3 separate regions of the Rattus norvegicus genome follow, and all the other regions are linked to region 3. Evidence: chromatin contacts called from public Hi-C data. All regions are on one chromosome and are shown on one strand. Each heading gives the region's core, a stretch centred on a gene start, on an enhancer-like site or on the middle of the called end of the contact. The rest is flanking DNA. Distances are from core to core; before and after follow the strand shown. Region 1 holds the start of Grhpr (glyoxylate and hydroxypyruvate reductase). Region 2 holds the start of Tomm5 (translocase of outer mitochondrial membrane 5). Region 3 holds the start of Slc25a51 (solute carrier family 25, member 51).

What was found. A called contact is a pair of places that touch in the nucleus more often than the background predicts.
Region 1: a Hi-C map of kidney shows a contact between it and region 3, with 4 times the contacts expected there. The contact joins the promoter of Grhpr here to the promoter of Slc25a51 in region 3. A contact is called at or near these places in 3 of 12 Hi-C or Micro-C datasets (kidney and liver).
Region 2: a Hi-C map of Schwann cells shows a contact between it and region 3, with 7 times the contacts expected there. The contact joins the promoter of Tomm5 here to the promoter of Slc25a51 in region 3. A contact is called at or near these places in 5 of 12 Hi-C or Micro-C datasets (Schwann cells, frontal cortex, hepatocytes and 2 more).

Annotation. Positions count from the first base shown.
Region 1 is chr5:64,028,315-64,031,514 of GRCr8, reverse strand. It overlaps Grhpr (glyoxylate and hydroxypyruvate reductase), which reads right to left and starts at 1,659. Exons shown (of 9, transcript NM_001113754.1): 1 at 1,519-1,659; 2 at 17-147. The coding sequence starts at 1,622.
Region 2 is chr5:64,159,578-64,162,964 of GRCr8, reverse strand. It overlaps Tomm5 (translocase of outer mitochondrial membrane 5), which reads left to right and starts at 2,108. Exons shown (of 2, transcript NM_001398960.1): 1 at 2,108-2,294. The coding sequence starts at 2,174.
Region 3 is chr5:64,457,679-64,460,980 of GRCr8, reverse strand. Slc25a51 (solute carrier family 25, member 51) reads left to right here and starts at 1,977. Exons shown (of 3, transcript NM_001024785.3): 1 at 1,977-2,034.

The DNA.
Region 1 (3,200 bases), core at 410-2,909, 430 kb after region 3:
CCGACTCAGCACATACCCGCAGCATCCAGAAGTTTCTTGTCCACGCGGTCACTGAGGCGGCAGAGCAAGCCATAGGCCCCCGCCACGCCTTGCTCCAGATCCTTGCTGGGGATGGGATCATCCGAATTCCACTGCTCTACCTCACAGCTGAAGGAAAGGGAAGCCACTCAAAGAATGTAGAGGGTCCTACAGTGTGCATGGCTGGCAAACATGGGCTTCCACGTGCTATGGCCTTAGGCTAGCCAGAGTTAAGGTCACTCGTGGGGAGGCTCAGAACTGTCTGGAGTGTAGCTGGAGGAGGGGCTGAAGGGCTACCAAAGTGGGGAAAGTTGACAAGAGCTGAAGGCTCCCCTGGCCATGGGAGCACTTGAGTGTGCTTCCTTAGCAGCCCAAAGTGTGAGGTGCTCCTCCAAACCCTTCCACTGAATCCAGAGCGGTCCTGGTGTGTGTACACAGGAGACACTGGACAGTGGCTGGCAAGTCCCCAGGTCCATTCGTCTCAGCTCCTCAGGACCAAAAGTACCAACAAAACAAGTCCTTAGGAAAAACTGTATTGTGCTAGAAAATCTTCAAAACAAATCACATTCCCCAAACCATCAGAATTTAATCCCAGCACTCTAAAGGCAGTGGCAGACCTATCTCTGTAAGTTCGAGGGCAGCCTGGTCAAAAAGCAAGTTTCAGGACAGGCAAGGGTGCAACACAGAGAAATCCTGTCTTGAAAAACAGAAAACAAACAAACAAACAAGCAAACAAAAACTGACTGCTGAGTGCTCTCACCTCCACCCAAACTGGCACCGTAATGCAAAGCTGTCAAGACAAAGTGGCTAAACCGGCAGTGGGAAAGGACTGAGCATAAAGGCCAGGTCTGCCGCCTGGAGCTCAGTGACCCTGGGGCCCTGTGTTCTCAAGTCGGTGATAGAGAACTTCTAAAGCTGACTTCACAGTGTTGGAAGGACTGAAAGTCTGTGTTCACAGCTCCAGATAAGATTCAATAAACAATCATTCAAAGATTCAGAGCACAATCATCAAACGCAAACGGCCCCATCCAGTATCCAAGGAGGCAAGCCAATGGCTGCCATAGTCCCTAAACACTCCTGCCTGCCAGCTAATCTCAGAGGGTAAAATTCACGGCCTGAACCTTGCCTCTTAGGCAATCTCACTTCACTGAAGGCTGGAGACCAATATCCTGGAGCCAGGAGCAAGCCGCCACCCGGAGAATTTTCTCTAAGGCGGCCCCAAACTCCAAGCCAGCCCCTTGAGGACACAGCTGGCAACTCCTGAGCAAAGCCCCCAAGCGCCAGCGCCACCCTCCCCGATCCTGGCTCCACTTAGCCTGCCTGCCAGGCGCCCGGCTCTTGGAAGGTAGCCCCCAGTCCTGGGACAGCTCCGGAAGCCCCAGCCGTGTGTCTGGAGACTCACGATCTACCCAGCGCGGCTGCAGGGGTGTCTGAGGTTGGGTGGACTGGACAGCGTGCCAGGGGCTCAGCTGCAGACCCCACGCCGACGCGGGCGCTTACTCTGTGGCCTGGGCGAGCGCAGCCCTGCCCTGGGCCGGCAAAGGGCCAGTGACGAACACCTTCATGAGTCGCGCGGGTTTCACAAGACCCGCAGCTGCAAACATTAACCAACCTAGCCTAGCAAAAGGCGACGGAAGTGTGGGCGGGGCCGGCGTTGGGGGCGGGGCCAGCGCTGGGGGCTGGGCCGAGTCCGGACCCTAATCCATCCAGTGTGGCTGGGGCTGGCGCTCTGCAGATTTGGGTGTCCGGGGAAAGAGGCCCTTTATTTGTGTGGGTTGAGTGTAGGGCTTCAAGAGCCTTCTTGGGTGTGTGTGCTTTCAAGAGTGACAAGGTCTCGAGACTGTCAAGCATCCCTAAGAGCCTGGAGTGAAAGGCATACTGAAGAGGGCACCTGTGTGAGCGGCTATGGATATGTCTCTGACTATGCTGTCAGAGTGAGGAAAGGAGAAAGCCCTGATAGCCCTGTGAGGGCTATCTTAGCCAAACTATCCCAGACAGAGGCTTCTGGTTAAACACACAGAATTCTAAGCCAAGCCTGACCTGCGTGCTCTCAGGAGGCTAAGCAAGAGGGTCTGAATCCCGACATTATAGCTTTAACACTTAGGATGATTCCCTGGATTGTGATGATATTTTAACCTGCTGACGGTCTGGAAACAGTTCCTGAGCGAGTCAGGGACCAGGTATGCTGGGTCATGGGTAAGTCCAAGGTTTGCAGGTAGATGGGACTGAGTCTGGATCTTGGCTCTAACCCTTTCGAACTATTTGACCATGAGATGACATCCGAGCCCTAATCTGCACTCCCGCCCCTATTTCTTCAGGCACATAATGGGGATAACATTTCCATTGAAGGTTGTTTTCACTACTGAACGGGGCTGCTTAGCCCGAGGGTGGGAGTACTCAGCTGCCTGGGGCTAAATGCTCATTTCACCATGGTGTGCAATTATTAAACTTTGTGTGCCTCAGTTTCCTCATCTGTACAATGGGGATTGTAGTGGTACTTGCCTCTGCTTGCTGAGCAATGACATGTGTACTGTGCTTATAATAGAGACTGAGCCAGGCATGGTGACTATGCTTATAACCCAGCATTCAGGATGTAGAGGCAGGATTGCAAGTTCAAGGCCAGCCCAGACTTCACGGCAAGTGATGCAGGTCCTGAAAACAGTTTAGGGCTTGCTCAGGGTCCCGGGGCCTGCCCATGAGTTCTGCAGCCTCATTTCAGTCCCAAGGCTGTTCAGTGACTTGCTCTCTGGTCTGGATGGGCCCCAAGGGCAACACAGTGGACCCTTCACTGATTTTATGGAGACCCACGAGGACTCCAGTATATAATATACACAGTGTTGACAGTTGTCAACTGGGCCATTTGGGGTACCCACTAATATAGCAGAAGATGGCCTTGAACTTGCCAGAATTACTTGTACCTAGCACTACTTTCTGTTCGCATCTGGGTCCATGCCAAGTCTTTACCCTTACCCTCCCTTTCCTAAGTAATACATTAATGTGTCCCCTACTGACCCTTATGTGTGTTGTTAGGTCACTACAGGGAAAGGAAAGGTCCTGAAAGTTGTCAAACATTGACACAAGGAGGTGTTTTTGTGCCCCTAGGCCAGGTCTGCTGGGCTCTGCTCAACTCTCTCCACATATCCAGGTTGGGCAAGGACAGTGAGCACTGGACAAGCATGTCC
Region 2 (3,387 bases), core at 859-3,358, 300 kb after region 3:
TTACTCAGCCAGTTTTCCCACACAATCCAGGATCACGTGTCAAGGAATGGTACTGCTCTTACTGGGCTGGGCCCTCCCACATCAATCACCCATCAAGGAAATGCCACAAAGGCTTGCCCACAGGACAATCTGATGGAGGCATGAGGTTCCTTCTTCCCAGATGACCCAAGCTTGTGTCAACTTGACAAGAATCTAGCCAGCACCCTAGCCGGTGATGTACATTGATGTCCATGCACTCCAAACTATTCTGCCCTCAGTGTCACAAATGGGATTCAAAATGCATAGATTGCCAGAGTTAAAAGAGACTTTAGAGCACGAAACAGAGACTTGTCCCTGATTTTGCTCGCAGCGGGAGGCATTGCCAAGTGTGATCTTTCTAGGTTCTGTCTGCAGCACTCATGAAGGCTGGACCTCTTCCTTGGAGTCAGCCCCTCTCACACCACAGCTGCCTCTCCTGGTCCACTGTATGAATTATAGATGCAAATGCTTACTAAAGCTTGAAGTAGATGAAGTTTTTTACCCTAACCCCAGGGTCTTGCACTCTGTCAATCAGGAAGGTGGGTAGTTATGCTAACATTATCAATCACCCTCATAGTAAAGTATTATTCTTATTTAACCCCAAATTCATTGTTGCTATACAGTCTGTCCTCAAAATAAGGCATTCTGATATTGAATTGTGTGAAAAATTCAGTTGTCTGATTCATGTCTGAGAACTCTAACAGTGCACTTGATTTCCTCTCATTTGTCCAGTGTTGATCAGTTTTGAATTGGGCTCATACTTGCTGCATTTCAAAGTCTGCATTAGAATATTTAAGGATCAGTTTTTGGAGAAAAATGAGTATACAGAAAAAATGTGGGAGATGTTAAAAATTCAGTGTCTGGGGCACTAGCAGTCTGAACTCACTAACTGAGGGTGATAAGCTTGAACTCTGGTTTTCGTATGTGTTTGTTTGTTTGCGTTGGGGCCGTTTGTTTTTTGAGACAGGGTCTTTAGTCCAGATTGTCCTTGTAATTACTTTGTAACCCAGGCTGCCCTGAAACTTGCCGGGATTCTTCTGCCTCTGTCTCCTGAGGGCTGAGATTACAGGTCTCAGACACTGTTTCCAGTGACCTTGAGCTCTTGTTTGTTTGTTTGTTTGTTTGTTTGTTTTGAGACAGGGTTTTTCTGTGTAGACCTGGCTGTCCTGGAACTCACTTGGTAGGCCCAGTTGGCCTTGAGCTCAAAGATCTGCCTGCCTCTGCCTCCCAAATGCTGGGATTAAAGGCATGTGCTACCACTGCCCTGATCTTCAATTCTTGACCCTCTTCTTTCCAGCACCCTAGTGCTGGGAACACAGGCTAGTTTTTGTCAATTTGACACCTAGGAAGAGAAAACCTTAATTGAGGAATTGCCTCCACCAGAAGGCCCTGTTGGTGGACTACTAATTGATGGAGGAAGGCTTAGCCCACTGAAGGCTGCGCCACCCCACGGCGCCACCCCACAGGTGGTCCTAACCAGTAAAAGAAAGTTAGCTGGATGAGGCCAGGGCAAGCTAGCCAGTAAGTACAACATCTCTGCTTGATCTCCGTTTCAGTTCCTGCCTGTTTGTTCCAGCTTGAACTCCTGCCCTGGCTTCCCTGGATAATGTAACAGTTTAGGTACAATAAACCCTTTCCTTCCTAAATTGTCTTGATGGTGTTTATCACAACAACAGTACTAGCCAGGGCTTCATGCATTCTAAGTAAACGCTTTGGCAAACGAATTTCATTCCCAACCAAGCTCTTTTAAATTCCAAACCTAGAAAACACAGATTATAATGTGCATTTTACGAAGCACTATCTTAGACACTTCATAAATGCTATTATTATTTATAATGGTATTTTTGCACACACCTCTCTACTTTGCAGCATAAAACAATTTTACAGTTGGCAGTCTCCGTTTCAGTCCAGCTGGGAACCAAAACACAGTCCAGATCCACCCAAGGCTCAGAGATTTAAGGCTGCGACCGCCCCCTTCAGGTCTCCTAGCTTCAGACACAAGCGTACAGGATGAAGTTTTTCCCTCACAGGTTCCCGTCGCATGACGGAAACAAGGGGTGGGACAGGAAGTGGAGCCTGGTTGAGTTCCGGGTGCAAGGCGGCCGCTGGAGCAGAGCAAGCTGCCGCTCTCGCAAGCTTTGGAGGCAGAGCTGCAATGTTCCGGATCGAAGGTCTCGCGCCGAAGTTGGACCCGGAGGAGATGAAACGGAAGATGCGTGAGGATGTGGTCTCCTCCATTCGGAACTTCCTCATCTACGTGGCCCTGCTGCGAGTCAGTGAGTGTCCTTCTGGGCTGTGACCGTGAGGCCACGCGTCCACGCCCAACTCTGCACGCGGTCGTGAGGCTTTAAACTGAGCATCCAGGGGAGAGTGGGGTACTTGCACGTCCAGGGCTACCCAACCACGCTCACTCTAGGGGTCTGGGGGTCCTGAGGCTGTGCCCAGTGCACGTGGTGGCAGAGGGCGCGTGGTTAAGTCACCTTTGCTCGCCCAACGTTTGTGCTTAAGGAGCTTACACGTATTATCCCCAGAGCAATACCCTCTTTTTGCAAACCTAGAAACGGTCCCCGGGAGATGGCTGACCCAAGGTCATTTGGCCGTTCAGACAATGAGTCTGACTGCAATTCCGGCCGAGCTCTTAATAAGGTACCAGGCGCTTTCTCTTTCTTCTTGCCTTTGCAGTAAAAAAGATTAGCTTTCTTTGTGTTTATTTGCACCGAGGGTGAAGTAAACGATTGTTATTTCTTGAAAAAATATCTGAAGCGTTTGATTTCACCATTAACAAGTTAATTCTGTTGCTTGATCTCGGTACCCCCTTAATCGAGAGCTTGAGTTCACAGGACACATATGCAAGGTTAAAGACACACTGTCAATTTTAAAAGCAGGGGCTGGCTAGATGGCTCACTGAGTTGGGCGCTTTGCCCAAGCTGGACAACCTGAGCGGGATCCCCATTTGGTGGCAGGAGAGAACCAATTTCCAGAAGTTGTACTCTGACCTCCACACCTGCACCACACCACGGAGTACACACAAAGTAAACAATAAAAAGATTTTTTTAAAGCATTGAACGACTTTCTAGCACTGTTCTCTAACGGTATGACAAGTGGACAACCCCTCCCTTGTTCTCAATAGAACATACTTAACATTGTTCAGTGCTTGCTTGCATGTGGCTGTCTTCTGGGCGGGGAGAGGCAGGAGTGGTTGAAATAATTGAAGAGCATACCAAATCTTTTAGAAGACTAGAGTTAGACTTTGCCTGGAACTTACTGAAGTGGAGGCCTCTCTCATTTGGGTGCCTCTTTTGCTGTACTCTCTCTGTATCGCTGGTTTCTCTGGGAGAGGACATCTCAGAGTGTGGAAGCACCCAGAAC
Region 3 (3,302 bases), core at 728-3,227:
ATGTAACGATAACCTGATGATGAATTCTAGATTTAAAAACAGGTGGTTCTCATCTCCACAGATACTCGAGAACAGTGACTAAAGTCCCCAGAAGCCTCTGACAAGAAACTGGAGGTCTGCGCTGTGGCCTGTAGCAGGAACGTGCTGGCTCCGCTTCAGACACGAGTGTTCTGGTGATGAGGGATTGGCACTCTTCTGAGTCAGTTACACCCTGCCTGCATGTTTAATTTCAAGTTTTCCCTTCTCTTTATATAACCTTTCCATTCTAGTCTGGAATTAATTATTTATGCTGATGAACACACTGGATACCCGCCTGGTTTCTTTGCTTTTTGAATAATACATTGGAATAGAAATTCACAGAAGCCAAGGCAAACATAATTTTGAGGTAAATGCCCTTTCTCCAATTGTTGCCCGATTTGTTCTAAACCATAATGTGGCCTTGTCATCATTCTGTGATCCAAAAAAACTGTCCCTTTGTGCCTGTGACTGGGGAGGTTCACACTAACAGGCCCACTCTCTGACATTTACTGTCTTATCCCCTCCCACTGCTGAGGTGACTTCCGTTACTGGCCCAAATTCCATCCGCTCATCCTGAGGTCCAGTTCAAACACCTCTTACCTATGAATCTGCCCCTGGTTCCTTCCTAAGGGGGAAAGCCTCTCCTACTCCCACATTTGTAGGCTTGAGTCCATCAGACTCTGAACTCCCTCGGAGGTACCTCCTCAAGGGGCCACGACTGTGTGTGTGGCAGAGGACACTATCATTGTGGCCCAACACAAAATCATGAACCTATTTTAAAAATTGAGGGTTGGGTGCTGGAGAGGCTGCTTGGTCACTCGGTTGTTAAGAACATATACTGCTCTTGTAGAGGACTTGAGTCTGACACCCACATGGGATGGTTCACAGCCTTTAGTAATTCGAGGATCAAGGAGCCTGAAGCCCTATTTCTGGTCTCTCTGGGTACTTATACACATGCGCTAACAGTAGAGTAAATCTTTTTTTTTTTTTTGGTTCTTTTTTTCGGAGCTGGGGACCGAACCCAGGGCCTTGCGCTTCCTAGGCAAGCACTCTACCACTGAGCTAAATCCCCAACCCCTATTTTCTTTTAAAAATGAATGTTTTGTAAATTTTTTCCTCTTAGGAACTTGATTAAATGAATCTCTAGATAAACTTCCTTTAAGGATGCTTTGCAACACCAAGATTGACTCTCCTGTTTGCTGACCTAGGAGGGGAAGCGTGGTTTCCGACACGGTTAGAAGCCTGTAAACACTGAGCAGGCTGGGTCACCCACCTAGAGAAGGTATGGGATGTTAGGTTAATCCCAGTTCTAAATAGCATACACTTCGTGCACATCCGGGAGTCTGCTGAAGAGCCTGCTCACCTTGTCCCTTCTGTCCACTGACATGTGTCGCCTGTGGTTCTGCAAATCAGAACCATTGTTCGAATGTCACAACACCGGGGAACCCATGCACGGAAAAGAGGAATAACTTGCCAAAAGTCACTCAAGGGATGACACGGCTATAATTGTGACCTGGCCTAGTGCTTCTTCCAAGACCCCCCAAACTGTGTGAGCATCTAAGGAAAAAGAGGCTAGCTGTATGACCGCATGTGCACACAGGTGTCCTGTGAAGTGCGGTGACAAAGAGCTCTCCACCAAGCTTTGAGAACACCTAATCAGAAGCTTTCGCGCCTTCACGCACGCGCCATCTATAGCCTTAGATCTCACTACAAGCTAGAGGACGCGTTTGCTGTTTTATGGTACAATAAAGCCACCGTATAACCTCAGCTTAAGGACGGGGTGGGGGGGACCAGCGGCACCCTTAGAGCATGGCAAAAGGTGTGACAAGAGTCACTAGCAGATCCGACGCTGTACAGGGAAGCCACAACGATACCCACACCCAGAGCAGGGCGGTGCCCTGTTCACGTGATCCGACAACGCCCCGCCCCGGCCCTGCTTGGGTCGAACCTGTCTGCGCTTGCGCGGGCGCGGGCTCGCTCGCCGGCCGTCCTGCGGGCGGGCGCCGGGGGCCATGGGTGAGTCCTGTGTCGGGTAGGGAACGGCGGCCCGTGTGCTCCAGCTTCTGGCCATAGAGAAGAGAGGCTTAGAGCAGGGTCGTGGGCTGGCGAGTTCCAGGTCCTGCGCTCGCATTACGTCTGGGCCCGGCGGCTGCGGCCGGGTTCCGGCCCAGGGGCCTGTGGTGCTGCGGCGCGCTCCGGCAGGGAGGCGCCCACAGCTCGGAATCTGCAGGCCCAGGGGATCGCCGTGGCTCGTGGTTCCCTTTGTCTGCGCCCCGCGGGATCGCGGTGGTCCGTGGTACCTCGTGGTGCTGGCGATTCCGCCCAGGGCCTCTCGGACCTCAGGGAGTGGGCAGATGGAAGCCTGGAGAATGCTCGTTTTGAGACACCATGTTTCATCGCGCAGTAAACAGTCTAAGCCGGGCGGGTGGGCGGGCGTCAATTGTTCCATTCTGTGCGGATTGTTGTATCTAGCTTAGGTAGAGGGTGTCAGCACCTCAGCCATGTTTACGACTTTTAGCTTAACCTTTGTTTTGGCCCTTACAGTCTGCCCAGCTGGTCCTAGTGCCCACCTTCTGTTTTGTTTTTACCTGTAGTCTGTTGAACAGAAGAATGAACTGTATGTGGAGTGATCATACCAAAATGGACCTCTGGCGTCTTTGCTTTGAAAGTATTTGAAGACTTAGGTCCAGGGCACATGAGAAACAAATCAGAGTCACCGTTAGTGTTTCTCCTTATGGCGACAAGACACTTCTGACAAGAATTGACTCTAGTCACCCTTGTCAGGTAGAAGGGAGCCAAGCTAGTGGATTTTCATCACAGGTGTAGCTTTATATTTGCAGTGGTAAAGTCACGCTGTAACTAGCACTTGAATCCTGCCTAACCCTGTTTTTGAATGCTGACTCAGACCTGCTGACTAGTGGGAATTCACATCTTTTGAGAATTACAGTTACCCTTTGCCCTGTTTTTGGACAAAGACCTTTGTACTAAGGTCATATCTGGCTTTTGCATATCCCTGTGGGCCGAAAGTTACATGGAATATTTAGAATTTACACTGTTTCTTACATCACAGAAGTTTGACCCTTGTTGGATCCAAGTGGATTTTGCTCCCTTGTGATAGGTTTGGTGGCTTATAGCAAACTAGTGCAGTCATGGTAAATGCATTTATAGTAAATTGCAAAGGAGAAATTTAAATAGAAACCAGTTCATCGGAGTTTAGTCAGTGATGAGAGTGTAGTAGCCAAAAACATGCCATGTTTTAAAATTTAAAAAAAAAAATTATGCCA